2 separate regions of the Oryctolagus cuniculus genome follow, and region 2 is linked to region 1. Evidence: chromatin contacts called from public Micro-C data. All regions are on one chromosome and are shown on one strand. Each heading gives the region's core, a stretch centred on a gene start, on an enhancer-like site or on the middle of the called end of the contact. The rest is flanking DNA. Distances are from core to core; before and after follow the strand shown. Region 1 overlaps LOC103349635 (a long non-coding RNA gene). Region 2 overlaps CENPK (centromere protein K).

The links. Hi-C and Micro-C count contacts between places; a contact is called where the count stands out from the background.
Region 2: a contact with region 1 is called in a Micro-C map of ear pinna, with 5 times the contacts expected there. The contact joins two enhancer-like sites. A contact is called at or near these places in 3 of 6 Hi-C or Micro-C datasets (ear pinna, psoas muscle and an unstated tissue).

The regions. Positions count from the first base shown.
Region 1 is chr14:86,006,951-86,012,556 of mOryCun1.1, forward strand. LOC103349635 (a long non-coding RNA gene) reads left to right here. Exons shown (of 4, transcript XR_517807.4): 2 at 124-234; 3 at 673-766; 4 at 2,274-5,606. Among named protein-coding and RNA genes, the nearest start is that of CWC27, 250 kb to the left of the region's middle. Within about 2 kb of position 3,226, at least 7 of the 8 cell types and tissues checked have an H3K27ac peak or open chromatin away from gene starts, as enhancers often do. A contact at or near this core is called in ear pinna, where this site is marked.
Region 2 is chr14:86,447,491-86,453,096 of mOryCun1.1, forward strand. All of the region lies in intron 12 of CENPK (centromere protein K), which reads right to left. Among named protein-coding and RNA genes, the nearest start is that of ADAMTS6, 10 kb to the left of the region's middle. Within about 2 kb of position 2,416, at least 6 of the 8 cell types and tissues checked have an H3K27ac peak or open chromatin away from gene starts, as enhancers often do. A contact at or near this core is called in ear pinna, where this site is marked.

The DNA.
Region 1 (5,606 bases), core at 1,976-4,475:
TAATGCACTAGAATGGTACACTTCTCTGCCTCCTCTCCTGAAATATCCAGAACACTCCATGTCTCCTGAGGCTAATTGGTTAATAACAGAGCTTTCTTTTTCCCTCCTGACAATCCCATCAAGAACTGCCTGAAGAAGAGGCAGCCATTCCAAAATCTGTGGTGGCCAAGGAAGTCTGCCAGCAGCTGAATGCCAGCTCTCTTTGCCTCCTAGTCTGCATTTTCCTTACTGTCGGTGAGTAAGACTTATCCTGCCAATAGGGGGGGATGTTTTATTTTGTTTTGTTTGCAAGTGTACTTTTCTCCAACCACCTTATGTGCTAGAAGCACGTTAAATATTGTCCTAAAAATGTTAAAACACCTTCAAGAACCAAGCAGTTTTCTTTTCTTGGCCAATATAATCGGGGCAAGATTTGGCATTTGCATGGTGATCTAAAATTACTACAGACTAGGAAATGGATTTGGTGGTTACTGACCTATGTCTGGTTAAACCTTAAGGAAACTGCTTCCATGACAGGACTCAAATGCTTCAGAATTTGTTGGAATGTGGTCGACAGAAAAATAAAATTTCAAATCCCGGTTTACTTGCCTGAAGGACTTCCATGAGGTAGAATAAGTCTACAGGAAACAATTCCATCTTCCAGAGTGAATATTCACTCATTTGCTTTTCCAGCCAGGAGTTTGGAAGAAGCCAGCAGGCAGTGCAGTCATTTGGTAATGTCTTTCCCAGTGCCAAGATGGATTAATGCTGGGAGATCTTACAACTGGTGAGTAATCAGTAGTGCTTGCAGACCCTCCAAGATCCCCAAGGTGTGATTATTCTCATACGTAGGTTTCTGTCATCATCCTCCAAAGGGTGCTTTGTCATTTCCTTTACTCTTCCCTCTCTGGGCCCTCAAGTCCGGGTCGCAAGGGTGACACAGTTTCCAGGTCATTGCCAATCTTCTCAAACCAAGTTGGTGAGCACTTTGAGACAGTGCTAAAATGTGAGGGTCATGCTAGCAAAATTACATTGGTTTCCTTTTAAATGATTCTGGAAAGCAATGAATAGCTATTTATTAAAATGTGATTCAGGGCCCAAATCATACTCTATGTCCATTACCTTGGTTTATTATGCTTCTACCTAATCCTCAGGCTGATATTAAGATGGCATGGACCTACGAAGTTTTTATCCTCTAAACTATCAAATTCAAATATGTAAGATTTGGGGCAGGTAGATGGCACAGTAGGTTAAACCGCAGCGTGGGATACCCATAGCTCACATCAAAGTACCTGTTGAAGTCCTGGCTCCTCCACTTCTGATCCAGCTTCCTGTTTATGCATCCTGGGAGGCAGCAGGTGATAACTCCAATGCTTGGGCCCCTGCCCCCCACATGAGAGATCCTAATAGAATATGAAGCTCCTGGTTTCAGCCTGGCCCAACTGTGGCTGCTGTGGGTACTTGGGGAGTGACCCAGCAGATGGAATTTTTGGGAAACTAGGCCAAATATATTCCAGAATCTGAGAAGCTCTTATCAGCAGCCCCACTGTGTTGCCTAAACTGAGTTTTGTTCCTGATTTGAGGTAGCCAAGCCACAGGCCAGTGGCTTTGCTCTGGCTAATGTCAGAATCACCCAATATCTTTGAAAAACACAGATAGCTATCAACCCTAGGACTCTGCATTCTTAAGTGGCCGGGGTGATTGCACTGATGATCCCAGTTTGAGAAACTCTGATTTGAGCAGCTTCCAAACAGCCCTATCTCTTCCTGCCCTGTCTTGGAACTGGGTGAGCTTTTCTGAACCACATAGACCTGCTGCTGTTTTTCCTAAACCCCGTTCGTTGTTGACTCTGGTTACCAAGAGCTCCAAACAGGTCACAGGGAATCAAGCTGCTGCTGAGGGCTTAGGAACCCCTTCTTCCCACACCCAGCCCCTTGAGCCAAAGAAATACAAATAAAAGAGAACAAGAGTTGTAGAATCAGTAGCAGCTAGTGTGGAACCATGGCTGTGAGCTCCAAAGATTTAAAGGCCTGAGACTCCAGCCTTGATCAAAAGCAGATAAAAGGCCCTTCTCCCTGCCAAGGCGATCTAACATGCTGTAGCACTTACTGTACTGGTGAAGTTCATAAAACAACCCTGATGAGGCCTTTGTTTTCTAAGAGAAAGGGAAAAGGAAAGAAAAGGAAAAGGCTGGGCCAAGGCTCCATGCGCAGGGTAGTCCGTGTTGCAGACTGGAGAAGCAGCAGTTCTACCCACCTAGACCCAGACTCGGCTTTATCTCCTTTCACCTCCAGGCTCCAGGTACTTTCCCTCTGGGCTGTGGCCTCTGTGGCGCCCTGCTCAGCATCTGCCTGAGCTGCCAGACAACAGAGTGGGGAGGCTGACCAGCAAGCACTCAAGTGGGAGCTCTTTCGTCAGGACTGACCGGGAAGCTAAGCTGGAGGAAGAATCTGACACGAGCAAGGCCACGAAGGCAAGGTGGGGGTACCCCTCACTCCAAAGGCTCCTTCGTGGCCTCTCCTCCTGAGCCGGACCCCGGGGCCTCGCACGAAATAGGTTCTTGTTCCTACTTGCTGCACCTAAAACCTGTCTGGCTTCACCCAGAAATAATTCTCAGCGGACCTGAAGAAACGTCACTGCCCAGTATCCTTTGACATCTCAGACAACCCGAGTGATGTTCTCACTTTCTCCAGGGCACACCTTTTGTGCAAACTCTCTCAGGACAGCCGTGAGGGGAAGCCTGCGCACACCAAAGGCTCCTGGTCCCTATTCTGCTCCTACCGGTGGGGAACCGCACCCCAACACCCGCCATCCGCCGCTGACAGAACCGCCGAGCCGGGACTGCGGTACTCTGACGACGGGAAGAAACCCTTAACACGATTTTAAGGAAAAGAAGATCATGAATAAACATGGGGCGGTAGCACCCACGTCGTTACAGCGGGCGGCGGTGAAACCCTATACTTTTAATAAGAATGCGCCCTCTCTCGAAGGATCTTCCAGTGACGGGCCAGGACCTGATTTACCCATTTCGACTCTGGTATTAGACTACGTCTCAGCCAAACAACTGCCTCCCCACCGCAGTGACTGTGACCTTTCAGAGCACGGCTGGGCGCGGCGCGACCTCGGCCAGTGCATTAAGAAACCTGCGCCGAGAGCGGACAGACAGCGGCCTGCTGGGGGCTGCCGCGAGCCCGGCCTGCACGCTGCTGCGCATGCGCCCCGCGCGCCACGCGCGGCTCCGGGACCCTCTCGGGGGAGGGGCGGGGCGTGAGCGGCGGTCGCCGGCTCCGCCTCGGCGTCTGGGAGCGCGGTGTCGTCTGGGGCACCCTCGCCTCTCACCCCGACCGGAAGTCTGCTCAGGGATTTGTCCCGACGTCGTCGTTAATTAGCGCTTTGTGGTTTGCATAGGGTGACGTCATCTCTGCTCCGCTGCGCCCGGCCACGCTGGGGCCTGGGTCGAGGAGGCTCCCCCGGGACCTCGCTCCCCGGCGCCCGGCCCGGGGCCTGCATTGTTTAGTGCTACTGCTGGCTGGTTAAGTGCGCAGCATCGAGGTTTTCTCCCCCTTTTTCGGAGTTGGAAACACAGGACATGCCCTCTTAAATGTCTGAGCCTCCAGGCTGTCTACCTCTTCATTCTGACGCACTTCCTTCCAGCCTTCCGCCCGCGTGTCTTTGCAGCTGTCTTTCAGGTTTTTCACATTGCTTAGCTACAGTCGTTTTATAAATATGTCACCTTGTGTCCTACCTTTTTAGCTTAGTATTGTAGCAGCAGTATTTCACATAGCTCCCCTTTAAAAGCTCCCAAAGAGTCCCTTTAGTGGAGATGGCATCAGATACTTAGACGTTTCCCTTCGTGGAAACCGGAGATGTCTCTAGGTTTTTGCTAGCACATGGCCATACCTCCACGCTTCCCCACGCTTGCCCAGGTTTAATGGTTCATGAGACATGATGGGGCATAGGCTGAGAGACCACACCTTGAAAGTGTGATGTTCTGCCTTGCTGATGGTGGGGAGCAAGGGTGGAGATTGCCTGCCTGCAGGATGAGTTTTTGTGCCTTTGCCATGGGGATAGAGTCAGAAAAGAGGGGAAGCCAGCATCTGTCCTCATGAAGATAAGTGCCGATGAATCTGGGAACACTGATATTGAGCACTTAGTTTTAATTCTCTTAGTCACAGCCTCCAGTGTTCTGGGGGAAATCGTCCTTGTCCCTTTTCCTAAAAGATGGGAGAAGTACAGGAGAAAGCACTGGGCCTAAGGGAGGAAACGGTAGCACCACGCAGTGCATTTTCTGCCCTGCCGTGCTCTGGCCCTTTTCTGTAAGGAGTCTTCGCCCCCACTTCCTGTAAGAGCAGCACAGAGTTTCTGTAAGATGCCAGATTTCTGGGATAAGCAGAGTCCTGAGCCATCAAAACCGTCTGTGAGCTCCTGCCTAGGCCTCCTCTTTTATCTCTTGCAGATCACCCTGTTTGATAGTTGTGACACTGGAAGGGAATGGCGGAAGAAAGGCTGGTGGTTTGAGAATAGATCAGCCTCCCAGGGCCTTTGTCTGGAAGATCTCACACACTCTACCATAGTTGGTGCGGTTAGCGAAGGCCACGTGACTCTGCTAAGAGTGACTGTCAGCGCTGGGAGATCACTGTCCAACCAGGGAGTGAGCAGGAACAGCATCTCCCTCTTTGCTGCCTGGCAACTTAATTTTATGCGACAAAATGTGACCCAGACTCTCCAGCCAAGCCAGTTTTCAGTATTGAGTGTTTCTGTGAGGAAAGCTCCGTTGACCAGATGGCCACATGCTGCATCCTGGTTGCAGGTCACAGCACAAAGCAGGCAGTTTCGTGTAATTGATGTGTTCTTTGCAAGGCAGCTCTCCATTCCTGACGCATGTGAGAGGTCGCAGTAAAGCACTGACATAACGTCAGGAGGGAGAGGCTGGTCGTGGTGGCTCTCTCTGCCACCAGAGAGAACCAGAAGAGGCGCCTGCTGTTCCCCCAACCCCTTTGCAGAGCAGCTCCCTCTACGACAATGCAGTGGTCACCTCCTTCTGGCCCACTGCCTCCCCCCACCCACACACACTCTCCACCTGGAAGGAAGGCAGATCACCGTGTCTCCACAGGGGGGTTGCTCTTGCAGGAGACCCAGCCCTCTGAGGGCAACACCCCAGACCTGGCTGCCAGCAGCAAACACACCAGCTCCCAGTTCTCCCCAGGTGCTCATTTCAAAATACCCATGGATTCTCCATGCTTCCATTTTTGGAGGACGGTTTCCTTGTTGCTGTCCAGCTCACACAGGATGGGGAAAAAGCCAACTCCCGTCTCATCATGTCCAGTGAGGTCAGTCCCTCCAGGCCTGTGCTCTCAGCATCCCTTCCTCCGACAACATTCTCTAGGCATTGCTGACCCTGCTGTGTTCTGACTGTTAAAAGGTCACCTGCGTTTTGAATTCTTTCCACTCTCCTCCCAGTTATTTGTGATAGCCTCTTAGAAGCTTAAAAATAACATCTATTCCCCAAGTGGTTTTGTGTATTTCCATTTGGCAAAACTTTATTTTGTTCCATGTGTTTCTAAGGGAACAAAAATGAAAATGGTTTATGTCCTGCTTCCTACAGTGGCTTGACTGATGTTGTCAGA
Region 2 (5,606 bases), core at 1,166-3,665, 440 kb after region 1:
CCCCTCCTCTTTTTCTCCCCTAAAAATATTCCAAATATGCTTTTAACTCTGTTAATTCATTAATTTTATTCATTCTCACTAAAGTCACAAACAGAGTAAGATTTGGCAGACAGGTCCATACTAAACCACGAGTAGCTGCTAGTGGTTGCTAAGGAAATGAAGAGGAAGTAGTAACAGTAGACAACAGTAGAATTAGTCTTACAGGTATTGGACCAAACATGAAAATACTATAATATTTTAGGTCTTAACGCTGTAGGTTTTCCTCTTGGGGTTCACAAAAATAGAAATAACATAATACTGATATTTGTTGCCAACTGTGGCAAATGAATGGATTTTATTTGTTTGAAATTACTTATTTGCCTCTATGTGCTGTTCTTCAAAAATCCAAAATATCAATGATCACATTTAAGCACTAAATTGAGATAAATCAAATTGCAGCTGCCACTTTGTGAAACACAGGAAAACAATGATCTCTAAAATTAACTTTCTTAATTTCCCTCAGCTATACCAGTTTTATGTTACCTTTCTTTCCCTGACATGAATTCTAAGAACTGTCATTCCCACATATAAAAAGTTTCAGTCTAATCAATGTAAGCTAAAAAAAGAAGAAAAAAGAAAATTAGCCCAAAAAATCCAATCATAAAAGAATATGCTGCAAATCACATACTCCAGTGTCTTTTTAAAAAGTTCCAAGCCATGCTTCAATTTTTTCTTCCCACTCCACTGCACACCCTGGCCTTCGGCCCCCCTCCTCCTATTCCACTTCACCCAGACAGAGGGTAACAGTCTGAGCTGCCCTGTTTGAGTTGTGATCCTAACGTTAACATCCAGCAGCCCATTTCCAGACAGCAGCGCTAAATCTATTTGGATAAAACGCGTGTGACCCAGACAGTTGGCATTTGGCCCAAACGCGTTGCACCGGCAGCTCAAATAAAAACAAGAGTAAGAAAACTCACTCTTGTTCTCTCTCAGTGCGCTTTCTCATTCTCTTGCTCTTTGCCTCTAATACAAGGACAGAAATTATCAGACGGGAATTGAAGCACACACTATCAGGAAAAGGTTTTCCAATACTCCATCCAGCATTCTAGCTTCCCCCTCCCATATCCCTGAACTTTGGTCCCATACACCATATATACAGACATACCGCGATAAACAAGGCTCCGGAGGGCTATGAGTCTAGCACGTCCCAAGTGGCCAAAAGTAAATCAAAAACACACGCTTCCATCTCTTTGATTAGCCTATTAAGAGCTTAACAGATCCTAGAGCATCAGGGCTGCAGCTCGCACATTAATGCTACTCCCTGAGCCCACACATAAAATATGCACTTGTCTGAATACTTAAGACTGACATGAAACTATAAAATGCAGAAGATTTTTCTTGAGGAAAACTGAAAATCGATTTAAAACACACACATCATCATTACTTTCCTGATGACTATTTGGTGATCAGTTAAGAGACCACAATAATCATAATAAGTCCACTGCACAAAACATGTATATTCATAAAATAATCATATTTTTGCATCATAAAATACTTGCAAGTCCCAGAATTCTACAACCCCCGACTAGTCTGGAGTTAAAAAGATTTCTATCTGTAAAATGAGTTCAGTCAAGCTCACTCATTGCCATAAAACACACATACACACACACACACACACACACACATACACAGAGAGAGGGAGGGAGAGAGAGAGAGGGAGAGAGAGGTTTTCTAAGCGTTATTCCGAAGACAAGCAAAGCACAAGTTTTTTAAAAAAGGTTTCATTGAATATTGTGAAGTCTTCCTTACCGTTTTCATCTTCAAATTCTGATTAAAAAGTAAGTTTCAAACAATAGAGATTGCACTGGACGACTCACGTACTCCCTCTCCTTTTTTTTTTTTTTTTTTGCCCCCCCCCCCCTTGCAAAGCCACACCAGTTATTCTGCAGTTATTCTGCAGCCAGAATAAAACCCTATAGTCTGGCTAACCCAGGCTTTAGAAAAGAGACTTTACAATTTGGCAGAAAAAGAGATACCTTCAATACAAGCAGGCTATCACCCTGAGATGCTGCCTTTGCAAACCTTCTTTCTCCAACCCCCCCTCCACCACTTTCAAAAAAAAAAAAAAAGGAAAGAAAGAAAGAAAGGGAAAAAGACTTATTGGGGGTGGAAGTGGTGCCCTCTCTTCCTGGACAGCTTAGTGCCTTTGCTATGCAAATAACATGTGCAGAGCATCAAAAGGTATCAGGAGAAAAGAAGACAAGAGGAGCAGGAAGGGCAGCAAAGTTTTGTTGAAGTAGCCCTAGATCTCACTACCGGCCCCCAGCCAACTTGAATTGCAGCAGGAGAAAATTTTGGCAGCTTTTCCTCGGAGGCAGAGCACACTGACGTCAGTCTGCAGATGTGCCTTGGCTGCGTCGGGTGCGCATGTGTCCTGGGTCGTCACGTGGAGGGGGAGGGGAAGTAGAGGTACAATCAGGGTAACCAACTACCAGCCATTCAGAAGGGCTTAGACAATGTCAACTTTTCCACCCTGTGAATGAGAGAAATTCTGGCCTCTCTAACCTCTCTCCCCTAACCTACTCCGCCTCTTTTTCCTCCTCCTTCTCTAACCTCTTTCAGAAACTCTAGCCTGGTTTGTTATTAGTAGTTTCTTGGAAAAAGGAAGGGAGGAGGTAGATGAGTGACTTTAGATGGACTAATGTCACTGTTAAGATCTCCTGTGTCATTCTCCGTGCATTTTTTTTAAGTGTACACAATAAAAATGTTAAAAGTTGCACATAAACAGTACCGCTGAGGAAACTTACAGCAAACTTTATAGATCAATGGAGTATGCAGATTTCAAGACGCGGTAGCTACGTGTGTACAAAATGCCTGTGTGTTTTATATACATTTCAACAACTAAAGTTACCACCAAAAGGAAAAGTAAACTAAGACCAGCACAGTTTCCATCTGATTATTGACTTCAGGTTATGTGGGGCTTTAAAAAAAAAAGAAAAAAGAAAGAAAGAAAAGTGGGGAGGAGGGAGCGGAGGAAGAGACAAGCTTGCATTATTTCCAGATGAGGGTGAGACTGGATGGTGTTTTAAAGCGCAACCACGAAAAGCTGCAAGTGGAGTGCATTTTTTATTAAGTAAGTACATTGAATGAAACTTCAGTGACTGCCCAAATGAAAATAAATCCGCAGTCAGCCCACCTCCCCACCAAAAAGGAAAAAAAAAAAAACAGGAACCCCGCTGCGATCTTAACATAAACAAACAAAACCTCAGAACCGGTTCTTCAAGCTTCCCAGTCCTACCTCCCCCCCCCCCCCATCCCCATAGGTTCACACACCAGCTGCCAGTCCAGTCTTTAAGGATAAAATACCACTACAATGTAGCACTTTCACTTTCATTTGCTGGGAGAAAGCCACTGGCGTTAAACTGTGGAGAATATGCCCAATATGTTTTCCATGTCCTGAGCAAGCAAACAAAGTCTGGCACACAAATCGGAAACAGGAAAAAATGTGAAAATAGCTCAGGACAAATGCTGTCTTTCAGTGGTGTAATCTGCTGCATCATTTATCTGTCTCTACCGCTGAGTGTAGGGTTTAAAAGTTTCTGAGACTGGGGGAGGGGAAAATTGACGCCTTGAAAGTCCAGTCCTAGGTTAACGCCAAGTCAATTTCCGATGGCCACAACCAAAAAGCGGAATTGGACTTGAAGGAAGGGGGTAGGAAGGAGGACCTTTCTGAATACCAATTCTTAAATTTCAAGTTTCTGCTAACATTATTGCCCATTTGATCTTTTTTTCTTCCTAAACCGGAGGTAGTAGGTGTAATTCTTCTGGTGAATCCATGAATAGTTGGCTAAAAGAAAGCATGAATCAGACTCAGAATGTCCAAGAATAAAGTTCTTTCAGTGCTTCATTGAGGTTTGAAAGAGGAAAGCATCTGTCCACAGAATCGATAGCCCTCATTTTAATCAGAGGGTTTTTGGCTAAATGCCATTAAAATATGGAAACAGGTCTTGTGGTTGGTATTGAACTGATAGAATTAAATAAAGATAATTCGTGTGTGTGTGTGTAAAATACATGAAGTGGCTAAATCTCAGAGCAATAATACCAAAAAAAAAAAAAAGTGGACACAAAGCAAGTTTTGTGTCATACCACTTTTTAAATAGTCATGAACTTTAAAACCTTCCTTAATTTTTCAAATAGGTACATGGGGACAGACAGCACAGAAAAATAAGGTTGAGCAGTAATCACCTGTATACTCTATCTGAAAAGTTTTTGCCCTCAGCTAAAACAAACTGCCCTAGGAAGGAGCAGAACTGTAGAGGAACTTACTCACTTTGGCTAATTACTTATTCAAAGAGTGCCATCCTGCGTCTAAACAGAGTAATGAAAAATTTCCAACAAATTCCTTGTCTCTTCCTAACAATTAAGAACATTATGAGTAAGAGTAAAAAATTATGAGAATGAGAAATGAAATGTTGATTTAACTTCATACTTATACATATGTAAATGTTTTAATATTACAGAAAATTTAAAACATAGACAAAAGGAAAAAAATGGTATAATGAACTCCAATGTAGCTATCATTTAGTTTTACCAAGTGCCAAAGATTGGTGGATTTTGTTGCATCTATATTTCTATGATTTGTTCTACTTCATGAGATTATTTTAAAGCCCATCTCAGACATCATTTTATTGCATTCATTATTTCTCTGCATTTCTAAAATATAAGGACACTCTCTTTGTCTCCGTCTCCTGAACACTCTGTCTCTCTCTCTCTCTCTCTCTCTTTTGCTCTCCTTCTCCCTCTTTCCTTTTTTGCCCCTTCCCTCCAGTCTGTCAGGTTTCCCCCAATAAACTCTTTCCCTTAAAAAAATAAAATAAAAGGACAAAAAAAACTACCATACCACTATTACTTTTAAAACATTAATAACTCCTTTATGCCATCAAATGTCAGATTCCTCAAAGAAAATAAAGATTATGCATTCTACAGAAATCTGCATTATGTCACATACTTATATTTTTTGGTGGGAACACTTTTTTCAGCAATTATCAAGTACTCAAGATATTGTTATCAACTATAATCACCATGATGTAAAATAGAATTTATTCCTCCTATATAATTGAAATTTTGTGTCCTATAACCAACATCTTCCCAATTCCTCCTTTCCCCTTAAATTTATTTTAATCTATTCGTTCATTTTCATTTCTTCTATTTTTATAAAATAGTTTTGATTAACATATAATACTTGTAATTTTTACAGATTTTTTTAATCTATTTGAAAAGCATAATGACAGAAAGAGAGGAAGAGACAGAGAAAGGAGAGACATACAATATTCTATCTGGTGGTTCACTCCCCTAGTAGCTTCAATGGCTAGGGATGGAAAAGGTGGAAGCCAAGAGCCTGAGATTCCATCCAGGTCTGCCACATGGGTGGCAGGGACTCAAGTGTGTTTACCATCATCCACTGTTCCCCAGGCTCATTAGCAGAGAGCTGTATCAGAAAGGAAGCACATGGAACTTGAACTGGCACTCACATACGGAATGCTGGCATTCAAGAGTTAGCCTAATCTACTTCACCATAATGCTAGCCCCATAATTTCATCTTTTTCTTGCAAAACAAATCCTCTATT